Linked DNA regions of Mus musculus: region 1 is linked to region 2. A link is a contact called in public promoter capture Hi-C data. All regions are on one chromosome and are shown on one strand. The core of a region is the stretch at or near the end of the contact, and the rest is flanking DNA. Distances in the headings are between cores, read along the strand shown.

Region 1 (2,737 bases), core at 13-2,512, 76 kb after region 2:
TTGGCAGTCAGCAAGCCTGAGCAAACTTCCTGCACACTTAAAAGATGAGGTTACAGGCACATGTGGCCTTGCCAGGCCTATCTGAGTATAGATATCAAAACTTGCGTCTTTGTGCTTACACAGCAAACTTTCCCACAGTGTCATCTCTCCAGCCCCCCTCTCCTCAAACTTAAGGCTTTTAACTGTCATTTATTCTTAGACTGGCTAGAAAGTGATTTAAAATAATTTTTCTTTAATCAGACCCTATGCTGAAGATGAACTGTGCTTTCAAAGCTTCTGATGCTAGCACATATCTTCTTAATGCCCTGTGGACAGCTCCCTGGTAGCAGATAGCTGCAGCCAATCATCCGCCCTTCTCCTCGGGAGGAGAGTTGGTGATAGATGTTTCTCTCTGTTGGTTTGCACATTTGAACTTCTGCTTGCTAATTGCCTGTCCTTATCTTACTTGTTCTCCTGTCTAAAATATTGTGTTTGATATGGATTGTCTTCGTGTCTAATACACATCCTACAGACAGTCTATACTGTTTAAGACAGCATTAATAATGCCTTAGCTAATTTACAATGCCTGATTTCCTTTTTGCATAATCTCTGCCATGTTTTCTATAATTTTTTTACCTCTTCACCTTAAGGTCAGATATTTTATTAATTATCTCAAATTATATTTTAACCCATGATCATTTTAATCCATCAGGATTTGTTTTGGTCCACTTGCTAAACATCCAGCCCCTTTCCCAACATGAAGGCTGGTTTCTAGAGTTGATGTCCTATTGCATTAGACCTTTTTGTGTTCTAGTCTCTCTGTGAAATTTCGGCTGTATGGTAACAACCACCTGATTACCTGTCCTTGTTCATTTACTCTCTCAGGAGAGCTCTGGAGCAAAGTTATCCTGTTTCAAAACTCCATCCCTTGTGGCTGCTGGTTGGAATTGCATCCAATTGCCAGACACAGGAAGAGTTACTATGGTGCTACATATCAGTAAGCACTCTCCTCACTTTCTTTCCTTCTACAGCATTCATAACTTGCTTTTATGTATGTAAGGACATTCTGGAAGGATTTCTCAAAACTACCTCTCCTTCACTAATCCAATTTTCCTCATAATTTAGCATTCTTCTGGAGTGGCAGTTTTAAGCTTCATAATTCTATGTTCTTTCTTCAGTCCCCACTCACATCCCAGCATCTTCTCTGGGGAATGCTCATGCCTGCTCACAGATCTCACTGGAGATGAGACAAGCATTCACTCCTCCTCCTCCTCCTGTTCTTAGCTCTAAGTCTATTTTCGTGTACAGCATCAGCTCTCTGACTCTTTGGAACAACAGCCTGGTCTTCTCAGTGTCTAGGCTGCCTCTATTTTCCCCTCACAGGCAATTCAGGGAGAATGACTCCGGCATACTTCAGGCTCAAAGAGAGAAGAATGGGGGTGAGAACTGACTCGTTATGCTTTGAGTCTGGTTTGATTTTGCCTGTACAGGAGCCAGGGAAAACACTCAGGCAACTGAGGGATGCCTACTCCCTTCCTCCTGGAGTAGCCCATCCAGGGTCCTTGTGGTCTGTCACCTACACTTGCCCTCAATTAGGCCTCCACAACCCCATCACCCCAGCATAGCCTTCTGTGCCTGGCACAGTCCAGTGTCTGTGCAGCAGTGTGCACCTGCTTCTAGGTGATATTGACAAGATTAAGATGACTCTCCCCAGGGCCTGGCCAGCTGAGTAAGGGCATGCCCACTCTCTGTGGAGGTTCCTGGTATCTGCAGGGTGCGGAGGAAACATGAGTTTAAGTAAGGCACAGAGCCCTTTTCCGGGTAAGAAGCAGGGTTCCCCTTCTCTGTCCCATTAGTCATTTCCACAAACATCCAGAAGCCGAGGTTTCAACAGTGGACACCCCATGCACCAGGTGTTAGGAGAAAGTCAGGCTTTGTGTTTCATTTGTTTCAGATCATTTTCATCATTTCTCATTTCTCATTTTTTTCACCTTTATACTATGTCAGTTAATAACTAATATGAGGGTTTTTAAACAAAATTCACAATAATACAACAAACACTAAATTTACCTAAATACAAGTTAATTCTGGTTGTCTACCAGAATTAGTCTCAGAAAGGAATAAGTCACCTCAGAAGGAGGCCTCCCAGGAGCCTCTTAGAATGCCACATACTCCCTAGATTGTATCTATAGTGGAGCTCTGTTTCGGAGAGACACGAGGTCCTTGAACAGCCTTCATCAATGCCACTTTGGAAAGTGACCCAGTGAAGTAAGTAAAGGATTCCAGAAACTTAACAAAGGCATCATTAGTAGCACTTTGGACAAGGCCTCCGCTAGTGTAAAGAGTGTGTTGTGAACATGTCTTTAGAAATCAATTGTAAAAAGCAAGGCTCTCAGCACGCAGGCCATGACCTAGAGAACAAAGGAAAAACAGGAAATTTGGAATTGTTAGGAATTGGGGAACAGGAACTAAAGACTTCAAATTTCTTTTTTTTTTTCCATTTTTTATTAGGTATTTAGCTCATTTACATTTCCAATGCTATACCAAAAGTCCCCCATATCCACCCACCCCCAATCCCCTGCCCACCCACTCCCCCTTTTTGGCCCTGGTGTTCCCCTGTACTGGGGCATATAAAGTTTGCAAGTCCAATGGGCCTCTCTTTCCAGTGATGGCCGACTAGGCCATCTTTTGATATATATGCAGCTAGAGTCAAGAGCTCCGGGGTACTGGTTAGTTCATAATGTTGTTCCACCTATAG
Region 2 (2,700 bases), core at 160-2,659:
TCTTCGTCCCCTGCTCCACCACCCTGCGCGCCTCACAGCCCCACTTTTCACTCCCAAAGAAGGATGGAGGGCGGTTGTGGATCCCAGTGGAAGGCGGCCGGGTTCCTCTTCTGTGTGATGGTTTTTGCGTCTGCCGAGAGACCCGTCTTCACGAATCATTTTCTTGTGGAGTTGCATAAAGACGGAGAGGAAGAGGCTCGCCAAGTTGCAGCAGAACACGGCTTTGGAGTCCGAAAGGTAAGATTTTTTTTCCATACATTTCACATGTTGTTTCCAGAGGAGGGACAGCCTTGCGCAATCTCGTTGCAGATTTGCAAGTTTTCTGTCTTTTTATGCTATGCAGCTATTCTGCCATCGGTTCTCAAACACGACATTGCCTCCGGTGATCTTTCATGGGTTATGTAATTAAAATGTCCTTCATCTGTATTAGAAAGGTCAGAGAAATAATTTGTTGGTGTTTGACTTGGTGGGGGCAAAATAAGACCGCACCTTACAAAGGATGCTGTGCGCCCCGGCTGCTGTCCGAGGTACCAAGTTCTCCAGGCTGCCTAGGGACAGAGGGATAGAGTCCAGAGCAGCTGGGCTTACGTCGACTGCTTTGCCAGGGAAGTCTCCCAGCCCCCCACGCCCCGGAGAAAGAATAGTTTCCCACCGACATGGCTCAAAGATCGAGCGTTGCAGTTCACCTCAGTTTTCCGACCCACGCCTAAGGACTTCCCTCCCAGCGACTTTCAGTCCCTGCTTTTTTCCCCAGTGGACAAGAGCTTTCTGACTTGGAAACAAGGACGGAGTTCTCTGTCCAAAACGAGTGCTGAACTTGTGCGCTTTGGCTCCTGCCCACGACCTCCCACTCCAGAAGCGCACTCCTGTTTGGAGAGTTCTTAATTTGCTTCTTTAGGACACCTCGCTGCCAAGAGAGATGGATTCTGAGGGGGATTCCCCCCGGAAAAGTCGAGGTGTCCTCTCCTGATGTGTGGGCAGCCAGCGCGGTTTTCCCCAGAGAGCACGGGGATCCCCATTCCAAGAAGTTGTCCAAGTTGAACTGTTTGGATAAGATTTCGAGCTTTGGGTGCCTCTGGCAACCTCTGGATAAGTTAGGGTACTCGTCCTGCGGGGAACAGAGGAGAATAATTCATTTGGCGGGGAGCATGCCTGACCTGCTCTTCCTGCGAAATATCTGTATCCCAGATCTGGAGTGTCCTTAGGGGACCTGGCACCGCTAGGGGAGAGTGAGGATGCAAGGAGAAGCCAGTCTGAGGGGAATGGAAGGTCAAAGGATGCAGCTTGGTACCCGTGGGCTGTCCCCTCCCTCCTGATCCCACAAGAAAAGAGGCTTGAGAGAGCATTGGGTTCCCTCCCTAGAAGGGCAACACAGGCTGGTCTCCTCTGTCAGAACTTCCTATGTCTCTTGCCGAGTTCCCAGCTACTAGGATGACTCCTTCAGGAGCGCAGGGCTCTCCCGCCTACACTCACCAGCGGCGCGGCGGGCGCGTATTCTACCTCAGCTGTGTTTGGCAGCGAGTTTCACAGAGGTCCTGGAAGAAGCGCAGGTCTGCGGGTGGCGCGCGGGCGGGTCTCACACACCTAGAACTAGTTGCTCCCGAGAAGAGAAGTGTGGGTGGAGCAGGGGAAACCAGGTTCCTGTTGATAGAACAGTCTCCTGGCCTCCTGGCCCACGGAGACTTCTTTCAAACGACATTCAACCCTGAAACAAGCTGATACCCCACCTAACCCCGCTCCGCCCTCCTCCCCCCATTGGCAAAATCCAGCGTCCTAGCGGCATTGGCAATGAGTGATTATAGTTAGCTGATATCTGACTGTGAGATCTTGCATACTTTCCCTTTTGAAAAAAAAAAGATTTATCTCATCGTGTGGGGGGGTGGTGGGGGGGGTGTAGGTTGGAACTGGGATTACCGAAGGTTGTGAACTGCTCCGTGTGAGCACCTGTATGCACCCTTAACCCATGAGTTCTCTTTCCAGCCTGCTTAGATGCATTCGTATTTAATATCAACAGCTGCAAGAATGCTTCTGTTATTAGAAAACCCTTGCTAGGTGTTGACAGGGCTTTATGGCTGGGCTACCCTACGAAGGGAAGAGGCAGCAAGATCTTTAATTCTTCTATACCTGTGTAACCCTACCTGTGGGTACCTTCTGTGTCAGCCCTTTCTGACAAGGAAGGAAACCCATCTGCTGCAATGGTTTTCCATCTCCTTTTTCTTTCCCCCTGGAAAACACATTCTTGAGATCTGATGCTAAAAACCTAATGAAAGGTAGGTGTAACTGAGCCTGATAATGGCTAACCCTGTCAATTTTTCAATATATTTTTTTTTCCTAATGGGAATGAATAACTCAGTGAGTGCTTAACGGTTGTGATGGTGAGATTGAAGCCAGGAAATATAAAGGTAATCTTATGGTTTATCAGCAATTTGGTTCGACTTTGAACAGAAAGACACATATACTTTGGGGTTAACTATTTCTCCTCATTCCATTCTTTCTTGGAGAGGAGGTCACTGACTGATTTTGTATTGCAATATCAAGCTGCAATCCTCAGCTATGAAGAACAGGCTTTCGATTTGGTGTCTCCTTTTTCCTCTCCTTGTCCTCTCAGATAGTACCTCCTAACCAAATCCTAGTCTTTTGCCCTGATACGTATTCAAAGGCTAACCCATGTATGACAAGGTACTTGTGCCTGAAGAAGCT

The links. Promoter capture Hi-C pulls out the DNA fragments that hold promoters and counts their contacts.
Region 1: a contact with region 2 is called in a promoter capture Hi-C map of hippocampal neurons, with 2.0 times the contacts expected there. The contact joins the enhancer-like site here to the promoter of Pcsk2os1 in region 2. A contact is called at or near these places in 2 of 39 promoter capture datasets (the HPC-7 cell line and hippocampal neurons), 2 of 484 Hi-C or Micro-C datasets (cerebral cortex and forebrain), 1 of 115 datasets of contacts at active chromatin or transcription factors (embryonic stem cells) and 2 of 9 other capture datasets (liver and pancreatic islet).

What each region holds. Positions count from the first base shown.
Region 1 is chr2:143,622,774-143,625,510 of GRCm38.p6, forward strand. The region is part of intron 2 of Pcsk2 (proprotein convertase subtilisin/kexin type 2); the gene reads left to right. Among named protein-coding and RNA genes, the nearest start is that of Pcsk2os1, 76 kb to the left of the region's middle. Within about 2 kb of position 1,263, at least 15 of the 459 cell types and tissues checked have an H3K27ac peak or open chromatin away from gene starts, as enhancers often do. A contact at or near this core is called in hippocampal neurons, where this site is marked.
Region 2 is chr2:143,546,428-143,549,127 of GRCm38.p6, forward strand. Pcsk2os1 (proprotein convertase subtilisin/kexin type 2, opposite strand 1) reads right to left here and starts at 1,410. Exons shown (of 3, transcript NR_040354.1): 1 at 1-1,410. Pcsk2 (proprotein convertase subtilisin/kexin type 2) reads left to right here. Exons shown (of 12, transcript NM_008792.4): 1 at 1-237. The coding sequence starts at 64.